Linked DNA regions of Mus musculus: region 2 is linked to region 1. A link is a contact called in public promoter capture Hi-C data. All regions are on one chromosome and are shown on one strand. Each heading gives the region's core, a stretch centred on a gene start, on an enhancer-like site or on the middle of the called end of the contact. The rest is flanking DNA. Distances are from core to core; before and after follow the strand shown. Region 1 holds the start of Taf6 (TATA-box binding protein associated factor 6). Region 2 holds the start of Micall2 (MICAL-like 2).

Evidence for each region. Promoter capture Hi-C pulls out the DNA fragments that hold promoters and counts their contacts.
Region 2: a contact with region 1 is called in a promoter capture Hi-C map of cranial neural crest. The contact joins the promoter of Micall2 here to the promoter of Taf6 in region 1. A contact is called at or near these places in 2 of 39 promoter capture datasets (cranial neural crest and maxillary cranial neural crest) and 2 of 115 datasets of contacts at active chromatin or transcription factors (embryonic stem cells and large pre-B cells).

What each region holds. Positions count from the first base shown.
Region 1 is chr5:138,185,051-138,189,704 of GRCm38.p6, reverse strand. It overlaps Taf6 (TATA-box binding protein associated factor 6), which reads left to right and starts at 2,479. Exons shown (of 15, transcript NM_009315.4): 1 at 2,479-2,535. It overlaps Cnpy4 (canopy FGF signaling regulator 4), which reads right to left and starts at 2,170. Exons shown (of 6, transcript NM_178612.4): 1 at 1,985-2,170. The coding sequence starts at 2,120.
Region 2 is chr5:139,733,621-139,738,274 of GRCm38.p6, reverse strand. Micall2 (MICAL-like 2) reads left to right here and starts at 1,942. Exons shown (of 17, transcript NM_174850.3): 1 at 1,942-2,257. The coding sequence starts at 2,115.

The DNA.
Region 1 (4,654 bases), core at 1,230-3,729:
GTTCTAGAAGAGCCAGGGCTACACAGAGAGACCCTGTCTCCAAAAATCAAAGTAACACCTTGGTTCTAGGGCTGGTGAAACTACTCAGCAGCTAAAGGAACCTTCTACTGAGCCTGAAGGTCCACATGGTGGAAGGAGAGAGTCCTCCAAACTGTCCTCTGACTTCCATGACACATTTACCTACACACATACATAACCCCGTAATACACTATGACACATGTCTACCCACCAAATACACAACATAAATGTAATTTAAAAATGAAAGAGTCTCAATCATCAAGAAATCCAAAATGTGCCGGGCGGTGGTGGCGCACGCCTTTAATCCCAGCACTCGGGAAGCAGAAGCAGGTGGATTTCTGAGTTCCAGGCCAGCCTGGTCTACAGAGTGAGTTCCAGGACAGGCAGGGCTACACAGAGAAACCCTGTCTCAAAAAATAAAACAATAAAAATTAGCAAAAGTGCGTCCACTGTATTAAGACCCTGGGCACGGGTAGTCCCTTTTCCCCCAGGACTTACAACACTGCGGATGACAAGCAAGGGGGGAGTCCAAAGGAGACATTTAAACTGGGTCCAGTAGAATGGGGAGGAGTTTATCAAATACAAAACGGAGAGGAGGAAAACAGCCAAGAAAAAGACAGGGGCCACTTACTGACTGTGAGACGCTGGGTGTGTCTGAAGCAGTCACTTTGAGGAATAAAGTATGAAAGCTAAGAGTGTACATACGCCAGTCAGTGGTGGCGCACACCTTTAATCCCAGCACTCGGGAGGCAGAGGCAGGTGGATTTCTGAGTTTGAGGCCAGCCTGGTCTACAGAGTGAGTTCCAGAGTTCCAGGACAGCCAGGGCTACACAGAGAAAACCTGTCTCAAAAAAAAAAAAAAGTGTTTTTACAGCTCTCCCCTCACTCCAAAGTTGGCTTAGGGTCTGGGAAAACAGTTCTGTAAGTAAAGCACTTTTAAGCTTGAGGACCTGAGTTCAGATCCTAAGAACCTCTGCAATGTTAGGTGATGTGGCACACGCTATCCCAGCATTCTGAGGTCAGAACTAGAGACAGGGGGTTCATATAGTTAACTTCTGCCTTTAATCCCAGCAGAGGCAAGTGGATTTCGGAGTTAGAGACCAGTCTGGTCTACAGGCAAGTTCCAGGACAGCCAGAGCTATAAAGAGAAACCCTGTCTCCACCCCCACCCCGACTCAGAAGAGTGGGGACACAGATGCAAAAATAAGTGAGAGATTAGAATCAAGTCATGGGTGTCAATGATAAAAACATGTTGTTGGGTGTAAAGTGAAGCAATAATGAATCCAAAGAAAAAGTTAGAGTTAGGGAGCCACAGGATATTTATTCAGTGACCTGGCTTCCTCCCTGTTGGGGATGGGAGGGGTGGTTGGGGGGAGGGCATTTACTAATGTAGCCAGAGGCCATGCTGCTTGTTGTAAAATCCCTACAGTGCACCCCATCTGCAAAGCCTCACACCGATGGGCAACTTCTAAGTGGTGTGGTGTCTTCATCTTCTCTTTATGAACTTCAGCTGGGGACTTACTCACCTTTAAAACCCCTAAAGGGGGCCATCAGGCCTGTAATTTAAGAGCGTCTCTGCCAGGGCGGGACTCAGTATGCCTATAAGGAATGAGTATTACACCCCACCCATGCAGATTGTCCAGATTTTTAACAAGGAGAGAAACGACTGAGGAAGATGCTCCATAGAGCCAGCGTTACAGGTTCTTGAACTACAATTCCCACAATACATTGGGGCCCAAGCCCGCAAGAAAAACCTAGATCCTTCTGGATGCCACCTGGGAAATGTAGTGCCACCTTAACCCTGCTTTCCCTCCCTTGTTCCCATTCAAGTGTTACCAAGCTCCAACAGAACCTCTTTCAAGACAGTCTAGTGATCCATCTATCCTAGCCCATTTGATTCAGCCTAGAGTTAGAGAGGCAGGAGGTAGATAGGGAGATGTAAATAGCAACTACTCCGTTTCTGTACCTTCGCATTTGCTGGGCAAACGTTCTGTGTCATCTTCCTCCTCTTTTGTCGCCTCAGCCCAAGCACCGTACGCTGCCAGGATGAAAAGCAGTATCTCCAGCCGCACAGGTCCCATGATAAAACGCAGTCCACACATACAACCACCCTTTGCCTTCAGACCAACTTCTGGAAGGCAGCGGGCCCTTTAAATTTAGGCGAAGCCCGCAGCAAGCTTTAAAAAAAAAAAAAAAAAAATCATAGAACGGTCAGCGCATGCTCAGAGCCAGCCCGAAAGTGGGTGGAGCGTGATGGCTCAGTTTTGTGGCGCCTTCTGAAGGTCCTGACAGCTGGGTAATGAAGATACAAATTGAAGTAATTAGAATAGAGTAATATGATCTTTACACATGCACGTAGAATGAAATTTTTATATAATTTCAGACTGTGAAACGATATGGTCTATTTTGACATAGGGAAGAACAGTGATAACTTTTTGGCTTCTGCCAGGACCTACTCCTGTCAGGGGGCGGGGCCAAGATGGCGCCGAGCGCCGGGTGAGCGGCGCTTTGGCAGCGGTGAGAGGCTTTTACTGCTCCCGGTGCTTGGCTGGCGGGGGAAAGTCTGAGGTGTATCCGTGAGGAGACCCTTTGAAAGGGCCCATGTGAGGACTGGGAAGAAGACGGTTGGTTGTGTGTCCGTGCTCGTGGGGACCCTGTGCGTGACTGCACTGGAAGGATGGTGGGGCGATGTAGTGGCTTGTGAACCTCCTGTAGCGCTGCCCGGGTAATCTTCGAATCACTTCCCTAGCTGAGAAAAATGATGTAAAGATATAGCTCAAGTTATCCCTTCTCTAAGAAGTCTTCCTGTCGCTTCCACTGATCTGAGAAACTCCCGAGGCTGCTAGAGTGTTTTATGAAACCTTAGTGGCAAGGGTACCACCACAGAGGACTGGGACCCGACCAGGTACAGAGTATGTGCTGAATAATTGTATTTCCTGTAGACAAGATTTAACAAAAGTCTGAGAAGACTTGGAATGAAAAGAACCAGTCCCTAGCACTCAGTTCTGAACACTCTTGAGGTTGGTTTCATGTCCAGTGTCAGGCAAGCTCCTTTCCTTTTAACCACAGAGTAAACTCCAAGCTTGAGTCTGTGTCTTTTTCATTTTGGTAATTGTTATACCAAGTATTTAGTGAACACTTACACCTTATTCATGCTGGGCAGTGGTGGCTCACGCCTTTAATCCCAGCACTTGGGAGGCAGAGGCGGGCGGATTTCTGAGTTCTAGACCAGCCTGGTCTACAAAGTTAGTTCCAGGACAGCCAGAGCTATACAGAGAAACCCTGTCTCGAAAAACCAAAAAAAGGAAAGAAAAAAAGAAAAAAAAAGACTTATTCATATATTTAACAATGCCCTAGGCACCAGATAGGTCAGTGAACATAACAGACATATTCTTGTTTACTGGTGGGGTAAGGATAATAAACAAGAAGAAATAATAGCCAGGCTTGGTGGTAAACAGCTGTAAAAGGCAGGAGGCTCTCCAAATCAAGACCACGGGATGAATTCCAGACGAGCCTGAGACCCAATTGTAGAAGGGTTGTTTAACATGTGGAAGGTCTTAGATTTAATCTAGAGTGATTTTATATATATACATATTATATCACTATTATTAAGAAGAAGAAGAAAACATAGCAAACAGGTAAAGCCAGGCATGGTGGTATGTGCTTGCAATCCCAGTACTTGGGAGGTAGAGGCCAAAGGACCAGTGTTGTCTACCTAGTGAATTTGAAGCCAGTGGGGCTATAGGAGACCTGCCCCTAAAGAGAGGTGGGTGGGGTCAGGTAGTCAGCCAAACACGTTTAGGAAGAACACAACAAAAGCTATAAAGCCAAGTACATGTCTGTCAGATTTAAAGGACAGCAAGGAGAATGATGTCAGGGTAAAGTGGGAGGGGGCGGGGCAGGTGATCAGAGATATGAGAGAAAAGAAAGAAACCATCTTAGACAGGAACTTATTGCAGAGTCGGGATGGCCTCAAACTTGCTGTCCCCACTTTAGCCTCCAGGGTACTGGGAATATGGGTGTACAGCATGTACACTCTGAAGCCTGACATGAAACCCAAGGCAGTCCACTGAAATTAGAAGTGTTAACCCCTACACCTGGACAGGAGGCAAGGGGAGTCGTTATAGGAAAGAAATAGTTACCTAGTTTATATTTTGACAGACCACTTTGGTTTTAAGAAACAAACGCACAAAAAAAGCCAAGATGGAAATAGGAACACCTTGTCCAGCGACTGAGTTCAGCAGATGAATAGGTGATAATCATCTGGGCCAAAAAGGGTCGGGTTGGGCTGCCTGGTAAGTTTTAAAGTTCTGCTGGGAATCAAACCCAGGCCCATGTGCATGCTAAGTACCTTACTACTGAACCACATCTTCCAGCCTGGTGGATTTGATTTAAGCGTCCATATAAGAATGACTTGTGCCGGATGTGGTGATGCACGCCTATAGTCCCAGCACTTGGAAAGTACCCGGAGTTCAGGGCCATTCTCAGCCACATATGGAGTAAGAGACTAGCCTAGGCTACAGAGGCCCTATTTAAAAAAAAAAAAAAAAAAAAAAGCCTGAGCCAGGCAGTGGTGGTACACGCCTTTAATCCTATCATCCAAGAGACAGAGGCAGCCAGATCACTGACTTTGAGG
Region 2 (4,654 bases), core at 693-3,192, 1.5 Mb before region 1:
ATTGCTGCCCAGAGGGTCAGGAAAACCTGGTTCCGGGACCAGGCTCTAGCTGAATGGGGTGTGATACTGCACTTTGTCCTCCTGGCGAGAACCCTCGGGCAGGTCAGCTGCTTCCACTGGGCAAGGGTTGGGGCTATAATCCCAGGGGCAGTCTTGTGCCCTCCAGAGTTGGGATGAGGATCTTGCTGCCCACCTACCAGCCCCACACCTGCTGCCTGTACCCAGGTGCCTCCTTGATGCCAGCCCACAGCTTGGGCACGGAAAACCTGTTTTCACTCCTGGTAGAGACGGCACCTGGCTCCAAGCCAGATGCCATTTTGGGGAAAACACCTACCTTCCTAAAGATCCTGCCTAGACAAGCTCTGGGGCCCAGCTGGGAAGGGCCGGTTCACACTGTTGCTGTCATAGTCCGGTCCATCTGATGACATATAGATTCCTGAGGGTGCGGAGAAACAAAGCTGGGCAGAGGTGGCGCACACCTTTAATTCCAGCACTTGAGGAAGAAGCAGGTGGTTCTCTGTGAGTTCGAGGCCAGCCTGGTCTACAGAGTGAGTTCCAGGATAGCCAGGGCTACACAGAGAAATTCTGTCTCAGAAACAAAACAAAACAACAAAAGAACATTCAGGGCAGCCCCTGGCTCTAACTGAGGACCTGGGAGAGGTACTTTCCTTAATCACCCCTGGCATCCTCAGAGACTTGAAAGAGGCTAAGAGTCTCCTGTCTCAAGACCCCTGGAGCGTGCCCCCTCAGCCTTCCTTTCCTCCTCTGTGAATGTAGAGCGGTTATTCTGGCTGGCTTGGCACCCTTGAGGGTGAAGGGAAAGCAGACAGTATTTTAAAGTTTGAGACAGGGTCTCAGGTCGCCCATGTCAGCCTTGCACCCCATATGTATCCTGGGATAAGCTTGGATTTCTGATCTTCCAGCTTCTCCCCGCTGAGGGCTGGGATTCCAGGTGTGTGCCATCACGACCAGTATCTGTCTGATGGGAAAGCACACTACTCAGCAAGGTCCACCCCAGCTTCCAACCAGACAGCTTTGTAGACCCTGAAAAGGGACACTCCTCAGAGGTTGCATCTACCCTAGCCTCTGTTTTCCCATTTGTCAACAGGCTGCCAACTCTAGAGGCTGAGGCAGGAGGATGAGTTAGGCAGACTAGGCAGCTTGGCCTCAACTTTAAAAAATAAAATAAAATAAAAGAACGCTGTTGCGGGTTTGGACTGGAGAGATGGGTCAGTCGTTAAGAGCATTTGCTGCTCTTCCAGAAGTCCTGGGGTTTAGTTTCCAGCACCCACATGGCAGCACAACCCGCTCCAACTCCGATTCTAGAAGAGCAGGGGCCTTCTTCAGGTCTCCCGGGCTACCAGACACACAAGGGGTGCAGATACACTTTCAGACCAAAGCCCATATGCATAAGATAGAATTAAAAGTAAGAAAGAAAACCGTAGCTGGGAGTGTAGCTCAGCTGGTGGTATGCTTGCCTGGCATGCAGGAAGCCTCAGGGTCCATACCCAGCACTGCACAAACCAGGCATGGTGTGGGGCACAAGCCTGTAATCCGAGAGCAGTAAAGGAGGTGGAGGCTGGGGAATCTGAAACACAAGGTCATCTTTGCTTTTATAATAAGCTAGAGGCCAATGCGAGCTACATTGGTCCCGGTCTCAAGGAAAACAAAAAAAGAAAACCCCGACGCCTCTGCTGGGAGTTATGGCTAAAGGCCAAGGCGGGAGCCAACGCCCAGAGTACCGGGCCCCTATTCTTCAAGTCCCAGGAAAGAGGGGGCGTGGTCTTATGTGGGCGTGCCCTTTGTGGGGCGTGGGTGTGGCCTGACCAAACTGGGGCGGTGCGGCCGGAACAAGGAGCCTGTGTGGAGCTTGGAGCTGGTGAGCCAGGCCTTCAAGAGGCGTGATCTTGTGGGGGCGGGTCTGAAGAGGCGGGGCCTCTAGGGGGCGGGGCCGGCGGCCTCGCAGGCGTCAAGAGTGTGTGGGGCGCCGGTCTCCCGGTGTTCTCTTCTTCCAGCCCGGCTGGTGGTCGGCGGGTCCGGGCCTCCTGCGCGTCTCGGGCCCAAGAGGGGCCTGTAGCCAGCTCCTCGAGCCGCCAGCCCGTCCTGCCGCCCATATGGCCGCCATAAAGGCCCTGCAAGAATGGTGCCGGCAGCAGTGCGAGGGCTACCGGGACGTGAGCATCACCAACATGACCACCTCGTTCCGCGATGGCCTGGCCTTCTGCGCTATCTTGCACCGACACCGGCCTGACCTTATGTGAGTGCTCTTTAACCCCTCTGTCGGGCTCTGATGTGCCGCTGCAAACGGGAAACTGAGGCCACGCCTGCCTTGGGATCCGGGTCGGAGGTTTCAGACACACCCCTCTCAGATGGGCCACCCGGGGTAGAGCAGAGACCTGCAGGTACAGCCTATTTGGTGGTCTCCAAGGCTGTGGCAGTCAAGTAGCCTCTGTGCAGGCCACCAAGTGCAGCTGGGCCAGGGGCCAGGACATGGGCTGTCCAGCCGGCTTAGTCAGTGGTGACTCAGGGCAGCGTCCGCCTTCCCCGAGCTCCCTGAGAAAGGGCAAAGGAACAGCTCCTGGGGGTCTGAGGTCTGGCCCCAAGATCAGGGCCATTTGAGGCTTCTAGTGGGATTACTGCCCCTCCTCTAATTTGTCTAGGCATCTTTGGGAAAGCAATCAAAGAGGGAAGCGCAAGCCTTTTAGCACCTTAGAATGACAGGAGACAATGGAGTCTGGGCCATCATCCTTGGAAGTTGTAGGAGAGGACAGGGATTGGGTCTAAAGCCTTCTATAGAAGAAGAGTCTTGGCATAGGAAGTTGGGAAGCAAGCCAGCTCTGTCTTGTTGAAGGACCTTGGCCCACAACTCAAACTGTTCTATCAGTTATTCACTTAGCAAACACTTAGGCAGACTCTGTTACAGGGACCTAAGTTAGTCTGGTGACCAGAGTCCTGAAATGGGACAAGATCACCTACAGCCCATGCCCTTCAGAGGAAAGCATTCTCCTGTACATGGTACATAAATGCAGAGTTGGCTGGTCTGGGAGTGTTTCCCAGGGAGGTCTTAGGGCTGAGTGAGGCTCCAGGCAGCACCTGTGGAGCCCACCTCAGCCAGCCTTCTTGCTGTGCAGATGGGGAAACTGAGGCTCCGAAAAGGAAAAACAAACAAATATTGTTCGTGTTACACAATGTGTCAGGAAGAGCCAGGCCTGGTGCTATCAGACTCCCTTGTGCCAAGCTTTGCTCTGCTCAGGAAGCCGGAATCTTGAGCAAGAAGTAGGCTTCTGCCCTGTGGTTATGAATTCCCCACCCCAACCCCCGAGCTGCTTGGGAGGGCCCCATGGCATGAGCCTCAGTCACTCTCAGGGAGATGGATGGTGTGAGCTCAGTGGGGCATCAGTCATGTGGAAACCAGGAAGCTGAGCTTCGATGGATGCTGGGCCAAGGATGTAGACCTTGGAAAATGGACTTGGGATGAGAACGTGGGTAGTCAGGTTTCTTCCGGTGGTGCAGGGGGAGTCTGGATGATGATGCAGAGTGGGGAGCTCAGATGAGAACTATGTGACGAGTTCTCAAGTGGAGGAGACGATGATGTTGGATTTTGGCTGGATTAGCCTCAGCTGGTAATTGGACAGGGACAGGGCCTTTGCAGACATGGGGTTTCCTCTGCTCCGAAGCAGGGACTATGTGTGCTCATGGCCTGACATGTAGTCCCCACAGAGGAGGAGAGGTGTACACGAAGAGATATATGTTTATTTATACTTGTATGTTTACTTGTGTGTGCATGTATATGCTGGCACAGGCAAGTGTTAAAGATTTGCTCACTTATCTAATGAGTGCCTACTGTATACAGCATAAGGTCATCTAGTGCAGGGAGCAACTTCTGGTCTCAGAGACAGAAGTTCAAGGTAATGACAGGGAACAGGGAACCAAGAGTTGGTGACAGGAAGGAGGCTGGACGAAGAGGTGCCTGCTCAGTTCACTCTGGGAGGGTTATCTCACACTGCTGACTTCCTTGCGGTCTCCCCAGCTGGACTGATAGCTCAAGTCTCTTAGTTAACCCGGTATGGCAACCTGGAGGTGGTTACAATGTAGCTGGAGCCCTACAGATAAGGGCCTGCCTTGTGGGCTCAGTAGATGTAGAAGTTTGGTAGGAGCTTGTGTGCATTTGGAAGGAGTTTGAAGGTGACAGAAGTAGGAAGTCCAGAGGTGGAGACAAGGGACACCCTGGGGCTTTCAGAAGCTGGGAGGGATAAGACCCTCTGTCCTGTAGCAAGTATGTCACTGCTACACCTTCACACTGGATCCCTGGCCTTTGGGAATCTGAGGACAGGTAGCCCTGGGTGTGGATTGTGTAATAGCAGTGGTGGAAAGAGCGTAGGGATTTTGGCAAGAATCACACTGATGAGATTGTAAAGCAGTGGTTCTCACTCAGCCTGTGGGTTGCAATCTTCTTGGTGGGGGTTAGGGTGTGTGTCAAATGACCCTTTTACAGGGGTTGTCTGAGACCATTGGAAAACACAGATAAGATTCATTAACAGTAGCAAAACTATAGTTATGAAGTAGCAACAAAATAATTCTATGGTTGTGGGTCACCACAACAGCAGCAACTGTATTAAAGGGCCACTGTGTTAGGAAGGGTTAGAAGCACTGG